Linked DNA regions of Mus musculus: region 1 is linked to region 2. A link is a contact called in public Micro-C data. All regions are on one chromosome and are shown on one strand. The core of a region is the stretch at or near the end of the contact, and the rest is flanking DNA. Distances in the headings are between cores, read along the strand shown. Region 1 overlaps Secisbp2l (SECIS binding protein 2-like). Region 2 overlaps Shc4 (SHC (Src homology 2 domain containing) family, member 4).

What was found. A called contact is a pair of places that touch in the nucleus more often than the background predicts.
Region 1: a Micro-C map of palatal mesenchyme shows a contact between it and region 2, with 2.7 times the contacts expected there. The contact joins two enhancer-like sites. A contact is called at or near these places in 3 of 39 promoter capture datasets (the 3T3-L1 cell line, cranial neural crest and embryonic stem cells), 2 of 15 datasets of contacts at CTCF or cohesin (CD8 T cells and the NIH/3T3 cell line), 11 of 484 Hi-C or Micro-C datasets (the BV-2 cell line, the G1E-ER4 cell line, the HPC-5 cell line and 7 more), 4 of 115 datasets of contacts at active chromatin or transcription factors (the SCID.adh cell line, acute myeloid leukemia, bone marrow-derived macrophages and 1 more) and 3 of 9 other capture datasets (adipose tissue, liver and pancreatic islet).

The regions. Positions count from the first base shown.
Region 1 is chr2:125,750,843-125,754,620 of GRCm38.p6, reverse strand. It overlaps Secisbp2l (SECIS binding protein 2-like), which reads left to right. Exons shown (of 18, transcript NM_177608.3): 12 at 1,641-1,807; 13 at 2,760-2,892. Among named protein-coding and RNA genes, the nearest start is that of Shc4, 29 kb to the right of the region's middle. Within about 2 kb of position 1,305, at least 4 of the 459 cell types and tissues checked have an H3K27ac peak or open chromatin away from gene starts, as enhancers often do. A contact at or near this core is called in palatal mesenchyme, where this site is marked.
Region 2 is chr2:125,658,148-125,661,879 of GRCm38.p6, reverse strand. The region is part of intron 6 of Shc4 (SHC (Src homology 2 domain containing) family, member 4); the gene reads left to right. Among named protein-coding and RNA genes, the nearest start is that of Eid1, 13 kb to the left of the region's middle. Within about 2 kb of position 1,434, at least 63 of the 459 cell types and tissues checked have an H3K27ac peak or open chromatin away from gene starts, as enhancers often do. A contact at or near this core is called in palatal mesenchyme, where this site is marked.

The DNA.
Region 1 (3,778 bases), core at 56-2,555, 93 kb before region 2:
GAAGAATGAGTTGGGTTCCTGGAAGATAGAAATAAGACTCCCTTCTCTTCCCAGTCTTTATTTGAAAGTATTGAATAGAAAGAAAGCTGTTAGGAAACCTAAGAAAAGAATGGGAGCGAACATTTGCAAGGACCTGATGGTGTGTGGAGTAGTAGGCTGTAGGAGTAGGTTGAAGACAAGTCTGGGATGTTGGAGAGATGGCTCCATCAGTGAAGTGCTTTCCACGTGAGCATGCGGACCTGAGTGTGGAGCTCTAGTACTGTGTAATAGCCAGGCATGAATAGCAGTGCACACCCATAAACCCAGTGGTAAAGATGCAGAGACCAGCAGATCCTTCAGCTCATTATCCAGCTAGTGTAGCCGAATTGCTGAGAGGCCATGTCTTAAAACTAGAATTGACAGGGATTGGGAAGACGCCACCAAGATGGCGTCACATGCTTATGCACACACGTGCAGGCACATCCTCACACATATACTGTACCTGTACTTTCTGGCTTAGTGAAGAGTGCTATGAACATACCACAGTGACATAAGGAGAGCTGACAGTGGCCCTGGACTTAAACATATGTAGTTCAGGTTAGAAGTTGGTCCATTTAAAATGAGGGAGAAGTCCTTGGAGTGACCAGGTTTCAGAAACAAAAGGAAGGAGAGTCAGACAAATAAATACGAATGAATGAATGAATGAATGAATGAATGAGTAATGTTAGAAGAGGCCTGGGGGGAGTTTTTCAAGATTGGGAAGTTGTATTTGGCGACTGCAATGCTCTGCTGGGTCTTGACAGCACACTTAGAAGAGAGTGGGTAGGGCCAAGGCCAGGTGGTGCTGGTTTGGAAAGGAAGGGGCTCAGAATGATGCTGAGAAGTTTCACTGGGAAGGGGAGCAGTAAGAGCACCGTAGGCTGACGCAGCCCAGTTATGGGACGAGGCTTTGGCCTTGCCTCCCAAGCCAGCTTTTGTTTCAGACAGAAGAGTAGGGGAGTACTCAAAGAACAGAGATTGGGTCAGGGAAGTGCATGAGAAAAGGGACAGGACAAGGTCCCAGAGGAATTAAAGTGGCATTAGGAGCTGAGGTGGTTAGTGGGCCTTGGACAGGAGGAAGGATGTCTGTCCTCTCCTTTTGGTTTCTTTTTTCTTTTGTAATTTGGGCAGTGTCTTCTCAAGGAAATGACAAACATTCTGCTGGAGTGAGAGATGGAGACTTGAAGGCTTAGCAATGGTAAGAATCAGGGCTGCAGAATGAGGGTATGAGCAGGGTGTAGCACTTGCTGGGGAACAGGAGACTCAGCATGTCCTCTGACCCTGAGCTGAGGAGAGGAGCCATAGGCTGCCCAAGTATGTGAGCAGGGTAAGAGGCTGCCTCTGTAGGAGTGAGGAGAACACAGCCGGGCAGGCTGACTGGACGCCAGCTGTCCAGCTTACTTCAGACCTGTCAGTTGCCTGACTGCATTGACTTCTCCTTGGGAGGTGAAAGACCTGGAAGGAAGCCGTGTCTGAGGGATGCGGCCCAGCCTGTCATTATGCTGTCCTCTGTCTATTTCCATGGGAAGAGAAACCTTGTGTTTTTGAGGCTTTGTTTAGGAGATTGTCAACGTGTGGAGATTGGCTGCAGTAGTAACACTAATGCTCTTGTTTGTTTTCAGTTGTCACCACAGCCACTTTCCACACTAAAGACTCTAACAGAAAGACCTTAGCCAAAAGTCAGCCATGTGTGACATCCTTTAATTCTTTGGATATTACTTCCTCTAAAGCAAAAAAAGGAAAAGAGAAGGAAATTGCAAAGCTAAAACGACCTACGGCACTGAAAAAGGTAACCCCGAGTCTGGAGATGTTTCTTTATCAGATAATTAAAGGTTTACCTTTTGTATTTCTTGCAAATTAGTTGTGTTTTAGGAAGTAGATGTTGTAATATGCACATGGCTATATGTGACTGATTAATTCAAAACCAGCATTGTATGACAGTCTCCTTGTATGTAAGAAGGCCCTGCATTTTTCTATAATGTTTGAAGAATAAACTGCTAAACATTTCATATTCAAAGTATTAAACCCTTCTTAGAAATAAGTTCAGATCTTTCTTTCCTTGGCATTTTTTTTTCTCTTACATATATATGTGTGTGCAAGCATTTGTGGGCATGCTTGTATGGGGGCCTGCATGTAGAAGCCTAATTAGATCCAGAGTTTTCTCAGTTGCTCTTAACTCTATTCTCCCCAGGCCTCAGACATCTGAGCCAGGCGCTTTGCCTCCTAGCCAGCTAGCCCTGAACCTTTGTAACGGCAATGTATGTTCTGTGTGGAGTAGAGCAGTTTTAGGCCCACCTTTTCACCTTTGTCTTCCTTACCTATAAATTGATGATGATATCTGCTTTGGTTTAGTATTAGAGGGTCAGAATGAGTTAATCCATGCCTGAATAATTGAAAACTGTAGAGTGTAAATCACACAAACTGGAAATCTTACTTGGTCACCTCGGATTTAAAGACGTGCCGTATTTGCTTGTTTGCTTCAGCATCCTGCTTCCCTTCATTTGAAGACGGAGATAGATGATGTGAGTTTGATTGTGACTCTTAGCACTCTCCTTATACGTTCTCCTCAACTTAGTTTCTAAAATAAGTCACCTTTTAACAGGCCATCTTCTATATAGCCAGGTAACACAGCCGACTGGAATCCTCACGGCTGTGCCTGTGTTTCAGTGTAACATTGGAAGAGTTTGTTGCACCTATTTGAAGAGTGACTGGTAATTAAAGAATGCTGTAATGGATTTCAGGTTATTTTGAAAGAAAGAGAGGAGAAGAAGGGGCGTCTGATTGTGGAACATAGTGTTTTGGGAGCCGAGGAGCCAACAGAAACGCATTTGGACCTAACCAATGACTTGCCTCAGGAGACTGTCTCCCAGGAAGGTGAGGAAGCCTAGCTGCGCCTCCAGTAGCAGTTGCACACACTCTTTTATGTATGTTGATTTAGGTGGTTTCTTTTGAAGGCAGATGGCTGAAAGGGTGGGCAGGTGTTCCATAGCAGGTCTCTGACAATTTGGAGGCTCAGATTCATCAATTGTAGTAACATCTCAGGCGTTAGGATCTTCCCAGGGCCTGGGACTACTGGGATGGATGGCCATGAGTTTTTGCTCATCATCTTTTACATATAAAACACTATATATTGGTTATTTGGTTATTTTTTTCCCATAGGACTATTTTAAAAGTACTTTTATTGATTTCTTATTTTGGGGGGGGGATTAGTACATAAAGCACAAGGAATAGAGAGCTGCAAAACAGAGCAAAGATTCTATTCATACCAGCACGCGTGATTCCAACAGATAGGTTCCCATCTAGTACAAGTAGCCACATAGCATTTTGCAGCAAGGTAAATCTGATTTGCACAGATCTCAACCAGGAATCTTTCAGTACTTTTAGGAACGTTAATTTATTCCCAAGTATTGTTTATCTAGGACATAGTTTCTTGGGGTTCCCCTTTATTCTCAATGTGATTCTCCTTAGATTTATGTATGTCCACACATTGATTCATCCCTCTGATGTTGATCTAAAAGCTACCAGTGTGTTCAATAAAAGATTGGAAAACCAAATGGTCAAAGGCTGATATGATGGGTACACAGAAGGAATATGTAACTTTCTAATTACTAGACGGAATATGCAAACTTACTGCATTTACTTGTTGAGGACAAGCAGTAACTGAGGAAGAAGCAGTAGAGTTGATAGTTTGTATCTAGAAGTATGGCTGCCTGAGCATAGAAGCAAAGGCCAGATAATTAGGTGGAGTCTAGGAGAGTTA
Region 2 (3,732 bases), core at 185-2,684:
AGGTGACAGAACATTGCCTAGTGAGTTAGGATTCTCCTTAGGGAGACCCGCTCTGTCCAAGTGTCACAGGGGACTGGGATTTCCTTTTAGAGGTCCTTGGTCAATAATAAGATAACCTTAAAATGGACTCTGAAGGAAATTCAAAGTCCATTTTATTACAGTTTGAGGAAAAAAACCCACAGGACAGATAGGCTGGAAATCATGGCAGGGGCTTTGGAGAGGAGGTAGGAAGATCAGGGGAGTCGGCCAGGCCTTTGAATTAGGGTCAGGTATGGGAGTCTGGAAGCCACTATAGAAGTGGGATTATGTAGTCTTCACAGAAAACAGTGACTAGGCAAAAATCTTAAGATTTTGGTTGGTATTCAGTGGAGAGATAGAAAGCTGGGGTGGCAGTGGGGTTAGGCTTTATGGTTAGAACTGTAAAGTTCAGAAAGCTTGGCACTGGAGATCTGCAAACAACCGCACAGATGGAGGGGCTTCCGGGTGCTACAAGTAGAGGGACTGCCAGGGGCAACCAGGGGTGACCTCCTGACCGGGAGATTGATGGGCCTGGTTGGGTTCAGTAGTTTACAGTGTTCTAATCATTGAGGTGTGTGGAAATACTATCCATTCCTCAGACCAGCAGGAAGCGTCTTTGCCTTCATCAGCCTCAGTAAAATCCAGTACTCCAACCTTTTCACTTGGTGAATGGGAGGTGAGGCCCCAAACTGACCATGAGCTAGGCATCTGCCCTTAATGCCCTCCGAGCCTGCTACTGTGGGTCTGGAGCCTGATGCCAGCCAGGAACGGGTCTGGGGGATGGGAGACGGGAAGATAGCTAGAGGCGAGGAGACGGAGAGAGGGAAGCAGAAGAAGTGGAGTAGGACCATCAGCAGAGGAGTCCACAACGGAAGGGGCTGAGGCTTGCAGAGAGGGGAGAAGTCCCAGGACACGCGGCGTGGCAGCGTGAGGAGGAGGTCCGGTGAGAGCGACCTTCTTAGGAGGAACAGCACTTTTTCCTGGAGAGGACACCGGGATAGTCTCACGCTGGAATAGTAGGAGAGTGAAGGAAAGAAAACACCTTCAGTTCAGCAGAGAGCCCACAGACTAGGTGACTTCAGAAAGGCAGGAGCCAGACGGCAAGGGTGAGGAGGAAAACTCGACTGGCAGGAAGTGGAGGTGGGCACAGGAGACCAGGCTTCCTGCTAATAATCCTCCATGTGTCACCCCTCCCCCATCGTCCCTCTGCTGTATACCTGGTTCAACGTTTCCATCCAGATCCAGCTGGTATTACGTTTTCCTAACTTGGCTACGGCCCTGTTATGAACTCATCAGTTTATGAAACGCTTTCTTTGTAGAGAAGGCAAGTTAAAAATGTCAGTGTTAGGTCCAGCCTTCTCCTGTAGCTGTCGTGAGGAAGCCCATGCTGTCTTCAGCTTTCCAATGCTGTGGCAGGCTAAGGAGGTTTTCATACCGTATCTGAACTTAGTCTGAGAAAAGACCCCGGTTTACCTGGACTGTTTATGTATAGGAAAGCCATGAGCTGAATATTAAAAGAGAATTGTAAAACCAACGCCCCTGCCAATGAAAAGCAACCTAAACGAATCTGCTAACTTACATTTGTATTTATGCTTGTAAAGTACACAGGCTGCTGTCTGTGAATCTACTGTTCTTGGAGTCTGATGCTTCGGGAGGCATCTACTCCATTTGCGTCCCACAGCACCATCTGGTGGATGATCTGAGACACTGACCTTTATTTCAAGAACTAATTCTAGACAAATGTTGATCTTTACGGAAAAATGAACAATCTGAGAGTGGTGGTGTATGCCTTTAATATCAGTACTCAGGAGACAGAGGCAGGTGGATCTCTGTCAGTTCAAAGCCAGCCTGGTCTATAGAGAGAGTTCCAGGCCAGCCAGGGGTATATAGTGAGTACCTAGAGGAGGTGTGCACTGGGGGTGGGTTTTGAGGTTTCAAAAATGCTCGTTTCATTCTCAGTCAGCTCTCTGTGCCTCACAATGCTTGTAGATCAAGATGTAAGCTGTAAGCTAACTGTGTCATCGCTATGCCTGCCTGTCTGCTTGCTGCCATGCTCCTAGCTATGATGGTCATAGACTCACCATCTCAGAAACTCAAAGGAACAAAACTCTTTAAAAGGCCTTCTACTGGCTAAGAGTAATATTCATTCTTTTGTGTAATATTACCCTTAGGATCCCTAGTGAAGGGACATGCTAAGATTCCTATGATTTTTACTGATGCTCATAGGTAGAACTGGGAGCTTGGGAAAGAAACCAGGTGTGTGCACTGATTCCAGATGTAGACATCAGAGCTCAGGCTGCCATGGCTGTTTTCATGTCACCAAGAATCCCTTGGGAACACGGGATTTCTTATGTATCCGTCTTTTCCCCTTTGCCTGTTAGCGGCAGGTAGGGCAGCTCCGACCAGGAATTCTAGCATTTTGTATATGATTCATGGCAGGTTCCTATGTTGCTTCCCTGTGATCATGTGAACAAACTAAGAGTTCAAAGAGTAGCACTGTCAAAATAGGGGTGTTTGCTAAGAGGAGGTGGGGTGTGGCACGGGCCTAGGGCAGCCTGCCACATTAATGGAGAGAGACAGGAGCCCATGGTGTTTGTTTGTTTGTTTGTTTTTTCTTTTTTCTGTTTATTTTTTCCCTTTTCTACTTTCTGTTCCATCTTCTTTAAAAAAAAAAAAAAAGCCAGCAACAGGGTAATTGAAGCAAAGCAGAAAATTATTTGGAGAACTGCCTATGGACAGACAAAACCAAAACCTTCTAGGCATTCAATCCAGAGAAGTTGCAGAGAAGCTGAAGCGCTTTAGAGTGTGCTCAAGTGGTGGTGGTCGGGCTTAGTGCTTCTGTGTGCCCAGCCTGCTTGTCCTGCTCCTCAGAGGGTTTAAGTTAGTATGAAGAAAAAAAAATACCAGACTTTCTCTAAAGGAGACAGACAGCCTATCCTGCTGTCCTCATAAGTGAAGACCTGGCCGTAGTTACTGTTATAGAACTGTGATGAAACCCCATGGCCAAGGCAACTTGTAAGGAAGGGGGATTTAGTTTCAGAGAGTGAGTCCATGAGCATCATGGCAGGGAGCAGGCAGGCACTGGGCCTGAGCAGTAGGCCAAGGGCTCACATTCTGATCCACAACACAAGGCAGAGAACGCTAACTAGGAATAGCATGGGCTTTTGAAACCTCAAAGTCACCCCCAGTGACACACCTCCTTCAACAAGGCCACGCCTCCTAATCCTTCCCCAAAAGTTCCAACAACTTGGGACCTCATTCAGGTTTCTGAGCCCATGGGGAGGGGTGGACATTCCTCTTCAAGCCACCACAAGTAGCCCATCCAGGACTACACAGATGGTGGCACAGATGGTGGAATTTGAACTCAGCTCTGGATCTTTTTCACAGAGTTCTTCTTGTCTCCCATCCTCTTACCTCTTTCACAGGAAATCAGTGTTGTATGTTTTCTTATTTATGCTGGAGTTTCCAGCCCCCCCCCCCCGTCTTCCTGATTTTTATTTCTTTCAACACGAAGGAAAAAAATTACAGCCATTTTGGTTCTATTTTGCAATCACTCTCATTTTGATTTTGTTTTTTTTAATTGAGCCACATATGTATGAAATTAGAAATGAACAAACAAGAAACCCTCAACTATAATGACATCTCTGTATAATGTGGTACAACTTATCTTGCTCCATCTGAGGAACATTTCTTACAGGCCCAGAGTGGTGGCTC